2 separate regions of the Gossypium hirsutum genome follow, and region 1 is linked to region 2. Evidence: chromatin contacts called from public Hi-C data. All regions are on one chromosome and are shown on one strand. The core of a region is the stretch at or near the end of the contact, and the rest is flanking DNA. Distances in the headings are between cores, read along the strand shown. Region 1 holds the start of LOC107910137 (protein KTI12 homolog). Region 2 holds the start of LOC107910123 (ferrochelatase-1, chloroplastic).

The links. Hi-C and Micro-C count contacts between places; a contact is called where the count stands out from the background.
Region 1: a contact with region 2 is called in a Hi-C map of leaf, with 1.8 times the contacts expected there. The contact joins the promoter of LOC107910137 here to the promoter of LOC107910123 in region 2. A contact is called at or near these places in 3 of 34 Hi-C or Micro-C datasets (all in leaf).

Annotation. Positions count from the first base shown.
Region 1 is chrD02:46,246,611-46,252,121 of Gossypium_hirsutum_v2.1, reverse strand. LOC107910137 (protein KTI12 homolog) reads right to left here and starts at 2,640. Exons shown (of 4, transcript XR_005910270.1): 1 at 2,576-2,640; 2 at 1,259-2,260; 3 at 540-716; 4 at 47-462.
Region 2 is chrD02:46,045,224-46,050,919 of Gossypium_hirsutum_v2.1, reverse strand. LOC107910123 (ferrochelatase-1, chloroplastic) reads right to left here and starts at 3,725. Exons shown (of 6, transcript XM_041088576.1): 1 at 3,572-3,725; 2 at 3,027-3,405; 3 at 2,543-2,842; 4 at 2,290-2,433; 5 at 2,020-2,121; 6 at 1,007-1,406. The coding sequence starts at 2,638. The coding sequence ends at 1,035.

The DNA of each region.
Region 1 (5,511 bases), core at 1,391-3,890, 200 kb before region 2:
TGCAGAATTGTTAGTTATCATAGCTAGCTCTTCAAGGAAACCTTGGTAAAAACGTATTGCTATGATGAAAATTTCCTTCAATGCGAACCAAAATCAGGTAACTCGTGTACTTCGAGAAACATTATGAACATAAGAGATCTAATCAAGCATAACATCACATAACAGAGAGAAAATAGGTTAAGTGATCCAAGCAATTTGGAGGAAGAGAATTATGAATAGGTTCAAGATGAATTGCAAAGTATGGACCCTCGAAGATGGTGGGAAGCAAAATCTCTATTTGAAGGCAACAAAAGACCGAGATGGTAACTTTTTAGTAAAATCATCATACTCTCACGAGCTCAACAATCAAAGTGGCAGATGGTTGAATTCCCACAACATGAACATTTCGAAGATGCTTGAAGGATGTTGTGGTCGGCTAAAATACCTTTTAAGATTGCCGTTTTTGTGTGGAAGATGCACTACCTTGCAAAGCCAAAATTCACAAAAGAATTAGATCCATGGCTACTGAGTGCACATTCTGTTAAAGCTGAAATAGAGACCTTATATCATCTCTTTTGCAAATGTAACTTTGCAAAGCAGTTTGGTTTGGCTCACCCCTTAAAATCCGTACGTATAACCTTGGAGTTAATTTAGTAAGGGATAGGATCATGCTAATCATGGAACATGCAAGGGGCGAAGAACTCATGCCTGAAGACTTCGGTGGCTTTTCCATTACTCTGTGGAACATTTGGACCCATAAGAACAACGTTTAATTTGAAGGTGCCACACCAAATACCACAACAGTGTTGAGATCAACATACAAAGTTTAAAAAAAAAAAAAAAAAAAACTCTAAATTTAAGCTTCAAAGCACGTTTTAAAGAGCCGAGATTTTTTTTTTTCCTCGTTACTGCAATTGTTGGTATTAGTTTAGCACATTTGGAGAATGGCAAAGAACTTAATTCATCACATCCACAAACTCAGAAAGTCTTTAGAAAATTCACAAAATGTAAAAAGAAATAGAACCCTTCAATCATAGATGCAAATGACATTGATGATTAGATATGATTGATGCTGTCCTTTAATCATTCATCATACGCATCAATATAACATGTCCTGCAAATGTAAACTGTTCTCTTAATGACTCTCAATGCCGAGTCTAAAGATAATTATGAGACAATCTAAAATGGATCTTTGGAGAAAGTAAAAGTAGAAAATAAAGTAGTGACCTTTGACAACACTGTTCAAGGTATAAAACTAGGTAAGTATTAGTAGTATTACCCTCTTTCAAGCAATAGTTCCAAGTTCTCGATTCAGATAGTCTACAAACATCCTCTTTGCACTGTTGGAATCGGAAGGGGGAGGTCGTCCACTCAAACTTGTTTGTCCTGTTAACTTGATGAATGTTCTCCGTAATCTCCGTAGCTCCGGCAACCCAACCGATCTAGAAATATCGATATTCGGTAAACCTTGACCAATGGAGATATTGGCAAGAGGTCCTCCAATTGACTGGGATTGTGCTTCCACAATAGCATTAATCACCTCCTGCGTGGCTCTGTCCATCTCATACAGTGAATTTGCCTCTGAAAACCGGGTATTTTGTGTGGCAATGGTTGGCTGCAAAATCTTAACATCCCGAGATTTCGAGTCTGCTTTTTTTGTCAAATACAAAACCACATCTACAATGGCAATAGAAGATCTCTCCACTCCATCATTATGAGCCCATAGCTCGAACAAAGGCGAATCCCAACGATTTCTTCTATCCGGTTTCTCAAATCTTCTAACTAAATCCTCAAATATCACATCATTATATGCAGCCTCTCCCTTCTCCCGACGCTCTTCATTCCATTTCCTACAGTGCGATTCTCCAACATCACAGTACAACACACAGTACCTTATCCCAGCAGCACGAGCCAAACACCACAACTCGTATCGATAACCCTTGATACTGTTCAAAGAATCAACTATAATGATATTATCTTTGGAGACAGACCTATCAACTTCGGACCTAAGCACTCCCCGTAAATTCTTCTCTGATGGCATATTAGCATAGCTCTGATTACGATCAAGATGAAATGAAGTCTCATCGATGATCCTTACAGTCTGTTTGCACTCTGATTCATTCAGAGCTTCAGCTAGACATTTCGCAGCTGTCGACTTCCCACTGCACGGCTGCCCACAAATTACCACCAATGCCATCTTTTTTTAAAGTCTTATTCTTACTCTTAATACAAAACTGGGTTTAGACCGCAGCTCGCTAAGCTGCAGTTCCTTGAAATCTCACTGTTCATAAATTAAGAAAGTAATTCAAATCAAGAATTTCTTTTGCCTCAAATTTTTACATATACTTGCTAATATATTCAAAGTTTTCAGATTACATAAGACATGTATAGTTTTATAGGAAACTATATGGAAGATATAACTGAAACACAGACTGTATTTCAGCAAGATGCAGAAACAAAATAAATAATCAAGAAAAATTGCAAAAGAATTAAATTAGGGATCAGAAGAATCCTGAAAAAAGCAGTAAGAAAAAGGGCCAAAGATTAAACCGCCAAAAAGTTCTAAAAACTTGAAAACCCTAGTTAAGTAAATTACCTTGGTCGGAGATTTGAATAACAGACAGGCAGAGAGGGAGGTCGCGTTAGGAGGAATCCGCTTCCATCATATTTTTGCGCTTTATGGATTTTCTTATATTTGGGCCCTTTGATTTGGTCAAGATTGGGCCTTCAGTCTCAACTTACCAATGAATATATGTTAAATTCTGTTATTAGTCCCTGCATTATGTGTTAGTTGTGGAATTAGTTCAGCTACTTTAATTTGGCCAATTTTTATTGTTGTACTTTTTAAATTTTAAACTTCCAGTTGACCCAAATGATATAAATTGAGTCCCTTAGGTCAAATTAAGCTATTAGTCCTATATTATGCGTAAGTTGTGAATTTAATCTCTATTCTTCAATTTGATTATTTTTAGTATCTATACTTTTTATATTTTTAAAATGGGATAATGGCAAGAAAGGCCCTTGTACTTTAGGTTTGTTCTAATGTGACACATATTTTCAAAATGTCCAATTTCATACATGTATTTTTTTCGTTAAATATTTCGGTACCTAACCTTGATTACGTCATATTTTATGTTGATGTGGCATGTTGCCCAATCAAGGGCTACCACGTGATTGTTTGTTGACATTTGACCAGGTAGGTGACGGCCTTACGAGCTATTCTTCTTTTTCGTAGAATATTTGGAAATATATAACATTTTTATTGAAAATTATATTCCTTTCAAAAATATATTTTTTTATAAATTCATTTTAAAAATATAAAAATTATATTCTTTTAAAAATATTTTTTTTAAATATAAATTGTTTAAATATGTTGTTTTTGTTATAAATATTTTATTATTAGGTGGATGTTCATCAAAATCAAGATAAGTTTGACGTATATTATGACTCTAATGTTTATTAAAAGTAGACCTGTTCATGGGTCAGGCCACCTGAGCCGGCTCGAAGGTATGCTAAAAAAGTGGAAGGGTTTCGGTAAAAATATAAGTTCGAAAAATGGGCTTGGACAAAAAAAATAATGCCCATTTAAAAATTGAGTTGGGCCTCAGGTAAGGCTCTTTTGGCTCGAGCTCAGCCCAAATTAGCAAAAAGACAAAAAAATGCTATTTTATTATTGTTTTCTTGTTGTTTTTCACTGTTTTACTACCATTTCACTATTATATTACTATTATTTTGTTATTATCGTTTGCGTATTGTATAACTCTTATTTTATTGTTAATTTTGTTACTGTTTTAGAGACATTTGCTTGTTAAGTTACACCTATCTTACTATTATTTAAGTATGAATATTTTTTTAATTTATTTTCAATTTGTTGGGAAACATTTATTTGAATGTTTTTAGTATTTTTGATGTATTATATTTTAAAATTTTTTATAAAAAAATAATGTAAAAAATTAATTCGATCGGGCCGGACCCATGTTTTTAGCATTTTTATTCGGCTCGAACTTGGTCAAAGTTTTAGGCCCATTTTTAGGTTGAGCCAAGCCCGAGCCTAAAATTTTGGCAAGGCCCAACCTGAATCTGTCTCGGCTCGACCCATGGACAGGTCTAAATAGAAATAGAGTTTTATACTTCTTATATCTATAAATATAGACTTTAGAGAAACATTGTAACTATCAGATAAATTAATAAAATATGCTCTCTTTTACTAACATATTTCTTGCTCATTTACTCTTTTTATTATTTATTTATTTCATAACACATTGTCAGCATGATCCTCATGAAAAAAGAAAATTCCTCTCAAAATTCTCTAAAAAAACCCTTTTTGTCTCTTTTTTTAACCCTTTCTTGTTATTTTATAACCTGTTCTAGGCAAGGTAAAAGAAATGGTTATAATAATTCTTTTCACCATTATAAGTGGAAAAATAAAGATAGGAAAAAGAAATAAGAATTTCCAAGAGAACCCTATATAGAGTGGAATAACTTAAGTTATCAAAGGCCATTGGTTACGCACCTGTCATATGCCTAAACATTTAGTCAAACTCTATCAAGATTCCATCAAGCGAAAGAGAGACAATATGGAAACGAATATAAAATGATGGTGAATCAAATTTGGCATGCCAGATTGATGATCGTGACAAATCTAAATAATAAAAGGATATTGAGATTGTCTCTATGATGGTGATAATTTAAATGCTAACATGTCAATTTTTAGGATTTTTATAATTGTTATAATATATTGCTATTGATATTCATTACTAAAATTTAAGTTTATAATAAAAGGCCACACCATATTTTTAAAATAAATGTGGTAAGAATTAAAATAACGAAGTGTGGTGGTTAAGTGGTTAAGTGCTCTTAAGCTACCTTAGATGTATTAAGTTCAAGTCTCCCTTGTTTTTATCTTTTTATTTAATTTTTTTAACACAATTTCCATATGCATAATGTTCTTGTTGTCCACCCCATTGTTACCATCTTTAGGAGGATTCATTTCTCTCTTTATGAGTCAAACTTACCATCTTTAGGATGATTCTCCATTTCACTCCATGTTTCCCTCTCTTGTCAATACTTTATATCTTGCATTTTATTGTGGTTCATTAAACCTACTCACAGTTAACCAAGCTTTCACCACCCTTTTCCGTCCCTACCTCCCTATTACTTTTATCTTTTCATCTTTTTATTTAATTTTTTAACACAATGTCCATGTGCATAATGTGCTTGTCGTCCACCCCATTGTTACCATCTTTAGAAGGATTCCTTTCCCTCTTTATGAGTCAAACTTACCATATGTTGAGGTAACATGATCCTCATTTCACTTCATGTCTCCCTCCCTTGTCAAAACTTTATATCTTGCATTTTATTGTGGTTCATTGAACCTAGTCACAGTTGACCAAGCTTTCACCACCCTTTTCCGTCCCTACCTCCATATTGCTTCTATCCTTTCACTTTTTCATTTTCACAAAATAACAGTCTCTTCATACAGCCGTGTGTCTTATTAATTTTTAGGTGTAGGTTTTTCCACATGGCATCAGG
Region 2 (5,696 bases), core at 2,476-4,975:
ATAATGGAATAGAGTTGTAATATAATAGAGTTGTAATAAATAATTCAACTATTTGGTTGAATGGAATGAAATAGAACTGTAACAGCACGTTTGGTTCGCTGTAATGGAATAGAAGTGTAATGGAATAGATGCGTAATGGAATAGAGGCGTAATAGGTAATTCTTTTGTTTGGTTGAATAGAATGGAATAGAGGCGTAATGATATTCTTGTGTTTGGTTGAATAGAATAGAGGTGTAATAGTATAAGGAAAAAACTAAAATGACTAGAATACTCTTAGCAGAAATTTTTTTAGGTAGATGATTATTGTTATTGTTATTAATTTTTAATAAGATTATTAATATAAATCATAAATAATTTAATCATATTTTAACATAATTATTATTAAATATAATTTAATAAAAATATATAATTTAATAAAATATATGAATTTACTAAAATCATAATATATAATACTATAAAATATAATTTAAAATAATTATTATTAAATATAATTTAACAAAAAATATATAATTTAATAAAATTCTTAGTATTAAATATTTTTATGATTGTATCAACAAACTTTATCAATTTCTTCTATCAAATATTAAAATATTTGAACTTGACTTTGAATAATGATTTTATGATTGTTACTTTACCATCAGCAACCCAAGTTCAATTTGTTTAACAACATAATGAATTAGGGTTTTTCTTCATACTCCCAATTATGTATTCCATTTTCGACCGTAAAGCACCTTTCAACTCATCTCATCAGTGATTTTCTGTCCATTGACAAATTAAGATTCTATTACTTGTGCATCAACAATTTCGAATTCTAAAATTTAGAAAGTAAATTTTATTTTCTCAATTTCATTTTTGTTTCTAGTTTTGAATTGTAGCAATTTTGGTCTTCAATGTTGTTTTCTTCTTTCATTTTAACTTTTTTTTTGTATTTTCTGTAGAAAGATGATTTTTTTATGATTAAACTTTTAGACATGTTTATTTTCAATTTTTTCCACGAGCATTTAGATAAGAAAAATATTAAAACTATTCAAAAGTTACTTGTTTGCTTCAAAACGAATTATGCTCATTTTTATATTAGAGGACCCAATTTGCTCTTGAATTTCTAATAGTTTAACCAACAAAAGTCTTACATGACCTAACAAAAAACCTCTCCAACTAAATTGCACGCATAACTTGTTTCTCCTTTTGTCATAAATGTTGATGAAATTGTTGGAAGTTTCTCCTTTTGTCCATAATGTTGCCCGTGATCGACTGAAGAACATTGCCTTCCTAGAAGTGATAGTTGTAGCTAGTGCACCCCTGTTCACAAAGCCTTGCATTAATATGGCTCCAGTGTCAACATTTTGAGCTATAGCCACTGCTAAACCTTTGTCATCCCATTTGATACCGTCCAACAATGTATCAACCTAAAATTAAAACTTTTAGATATTTAGGTCCTTATAGATGTGCGGTTTTTCAAAATATACAGAAGTCTAAGAGAATATATATACAAAATCAATGAGATACCATACAAGAATAACAACTTCACTATAACCATGCGTCTACATAGTGCAAAGAACTACCATATTGTATTTTCACTACCATACATGCGGAGGGCAGGAACACGACCCCAATTCTCGATTCCGGATTCAAGAGCTAAGTGCTTATATTCCATGTCAATCTCTTCCAGTTGTGGAAATGGAGAACTGAGGATATAATGGCAACACAACAAGCTTTTTTATCCTGTCTAGCTTAATCTGTGTTGCACATAATAAATGCTTATCGGTAATCAGTATATAACCCGAATTGAATTTGAAGATAGATCATTCAATGCTACACAGAGAATTCCAAATTAATATATGAGGTATAAAGTTCTTCAAAGGCATAACCAAATAAGAGTATCCCTCATGTAAGGATTTAATCAACTTAACAACCACATTAAATATCAACAAAAGCACAACAGAAAGAGCTCACTCTCCGTATATGGTATCATACAAGTTCAAAACACATGCAAATTTCTTAGGCTATCAAGAGACGAACCTGCTCAATGACCTCCTCTGTGAATGAATACCAATATCGCATTCCAACATACACACTGACATTCACATTATTTGCCTCCAAAGCCATTCGAAGAGCATTTGCCTGCAACGAGTTCTTTAAACTATAAATATACTTGCCAGTTTCCCCAAAGCACAGCATGGTTCGTTTTGGAAAAAAATATCCATATAAAAGTACAATAGTTCATTTTCAAGCTACTAGCTCAGGACAAAGTAACAAGCAAATTTCTACAATCAAGGGACTTGATTTTACCTGTTCATCGGTTATTTTACGCAAAGGTGAGCCGCCACCAATGGCAGCATACCCTTCTTCACTTTTCGGAGCTCGAAGAACAGATATTAGCTTCGCCAATGGCCGTTGAAGTAACTTAAACAGCCCAGGCAACCGTATTATATCCTGCACAAAGAAACATCATCACCTCAACACCATTGTAACTTGAAACCCACAAATGTTCATATGAAATACACACACACAAAACAAAAAAAGAACAAGCAAAATAATGTACAAGATCAGCAAACAAGTTATATAGAAAAGGTTGAACATCTTTAAGTGTCTCTGGCCCTCCAAGGTTCAAAAGAAGAACCCCAATTTTTTCCTCCATGGCATGTGAGTGATGAGATTCCACAACATCATTTTCACCTAAGGTGTAAACCCCCACCCTGCAAATTGCTTGCAAATGCAGATTTCTCCTCTGAATTAGGCCATCACTGAGAAAGGGTCCTTTGATAAGGGCTTTAGATAAAGGTTTATTCACACCATTGAATCCATTAGATGAATGTCGTGAGAAAGACGCAATGCGTCTGCCCTGATGAATCACCAGAAAAAAAACAATATAAAGAAATGGACAAATCCAAGAATTTCATCTTTGATTCACAAAAAGAAGAGCTAAGAACAATCTTAGGTTCTATAAAGTTAAAAAAAACCCATTCAGAAAAAAACTATAAAGCATAAACCTCTAATTAATAGTTTAAAGAAAATAAAAGGATTACCTTGAAAATCTATCATCAGAATAGCAGAGACTGGAACCACAGAGTTTGATATATGAAAGAACTCCAGATAAAGATGCTGCCTCCATGATTTTTATCAAAAATAAGAGTTGGAATCTGGGTATTAGGTGAATTTGGGAGAGATTTTCCACGGGTTAGTTGAGAAAAAAATGGCGAAAATTGTTTATAAAGAAAACTGGAAATATCAGATTAAAAACTGCGTTGGTTCCCAAGATTGAACGTATTATTAATGCCTCCAAAAATGTTGCTTCAAACACCCCCTCATAAAAGCCTTTCTTGAGAATTACTGAAGTCGGTTGATTAAGCGACGGCAGAACCGATGGCAGAACCGATGGAAGGGAAAAGAAATTACAGAGATAATCTATGAAGAAAATAAAAGAAAATAAAACGAGAAGAACCGATGGCAGAACCGAATGAGATAATCCATAAAGAAAATAACAACAACAACAGAGATAATCCATGAAGAAAATAAAAGAAACGAACGAGAAGAATAGATGGCAGAATCGATGGAAGGGAAAAGAAATTACCTCTGGAAGGGAAACTTGGGAGAATCGGAAGCTTGATAAGGGCAGAAAATAGAAAAGAAAAGATGAAAAGCGGGCGGAATCCCTAATCGGCGCTGAGGGGGCGTAATAGCTATTACGGGCAATGGGAGTAATAGGATAGTAACCGATTCGGGATGTAATGTTATTACAGTGAACCAAACAGCCGTTTGGTTGTGGGCCCGCTGTATAGGGGGGAATGCATGCCTACTCCCCCAACCAAACGCCCTCTAATAGTATTCTTGTGTTTGGTTGAATGGAATGATGTTGTAATAGTATAATAAAAAAAATTAAAATGATTAGAGTACCCTTAGCATAAATTTTTTTGTAGGTAATTATTGTTATTGTTATTAAATTTTAATAGGATTATTATTAAAAATAATTTAATAAAAAATAATTTAGTCATATTTTAATATAATTATTATTAATTATAATTTGATAAAAATAAAAAAAATAATTTAATAATATTTTTAATATAATTATTTTAATATAATTATATTCAAATATTTTATTTTAAATTATATTTTGAAATTAAATATTTTATATTAAATTATATTAAAATATTTCGAATATCTTATTTTCAAATTCCAAGTTCTAAAGGACTAATCTGGAAATTATTATTATTTTGTTATTCAATGTAGAATTGAATAGTCATTCTTTGATTTGGTGATACCAAAGAATAACTATTACTAGAAGACAAGTAATATAGAAGTAATGATCATTTTATTGAATGAATATTACACTCAACCAAATAAACAAAATAAACGAATATTACATTCAATGAATTTGGGGAATAACATTCCCCCTACCAGACATGGTAAGAAAAACAATGTACATCAACACATTTCCATTTTTTTTAATTTATTTTGAATTTTATAAAAGGTTTAACTTATATATTGATATTTGAATTATACTTAGTATTTAATTTTTAATCATAAATATTATCTAAACTCTTTTTTCTAAAGATGGTATTTTTATTAGTTCAACGATTAGTTAAATCATTAACCTTATTTAAAAAAAAAGAGTTAATATATATTTTGCCACAACATTAAAATCTAAAATAAATATTAATAAATCAGAATCTGTCATATTAAATCATTAAGAATAAATCAAAAAAAAACTAGATGCGAAAGCATACTTGAAGTCATGGATTTCTTGAATTTTTCAAGTATTGTGATTTTGATGTTCCAAAATAGCATACAAGTAATTTTGAGAAGGAGACTCTCTCTTTTCTAAAGATTAGATATTAGAAAAGTTATCTATGTGTAATTTGGGGATCATAACTCTAATATATATAACTTTTGCACATTAACCCTAATTTTTAATCAGCCCATCATCAATTAAAAATTAATTACTAAAGTATCTACACATATTTGGTTCATACTTTATTTAATAACTAAAGCTCAATAAATCTTAACCAAATTTGATCAATTTTTATATGTAATTACTCTTGTTATATATGTGATATTTATATTTTTTAACAATTTGAACTCAAACTAATCCAAAAGAAAGTGAACTTCTAACCAATAACTTACAACTTGGATTCAATAAATATTCAATTAAATATTATTGTAACAATGTATTTATCTTTTCATATTTTTATATAAATATTCAAATAGAACGAATACAAATAACCAAGAGTTCAAGAATCAAACCTGCAACACAAAACCTTCATCAATTCACCTTACTCCACCTATAATTCCCTTATACTATGTTTGATTATTAGTGAAATAACATGAGAAAAAGTTTATTTATTACATAGGTATTACACTAGTGAAATATAAAATATAAAATAATTAGTAAAATTTTAAACTTAAAATTAGAAAAATGAGTAAAAAATTCAGTAAAAAAAAAACCTTCTTCAAAGTAAACGATGTTTTTTCCCTTTTTGCTAAAAACAAATCATGAGAATGACTAAATCATATCAGTTTAATTAGCTTATTGTTAACTCATATACTAAAACATACAAAATGCATTAATCAATAATTTTTTTATATAAAGATTTTACTTCCACCATAATGATAAAATAATCTAGTATATATATAAAATATAATTAACAGGTTTAAGTAAAACTGATTTTTAATATAGTTTATGAACAGAAATCGATACA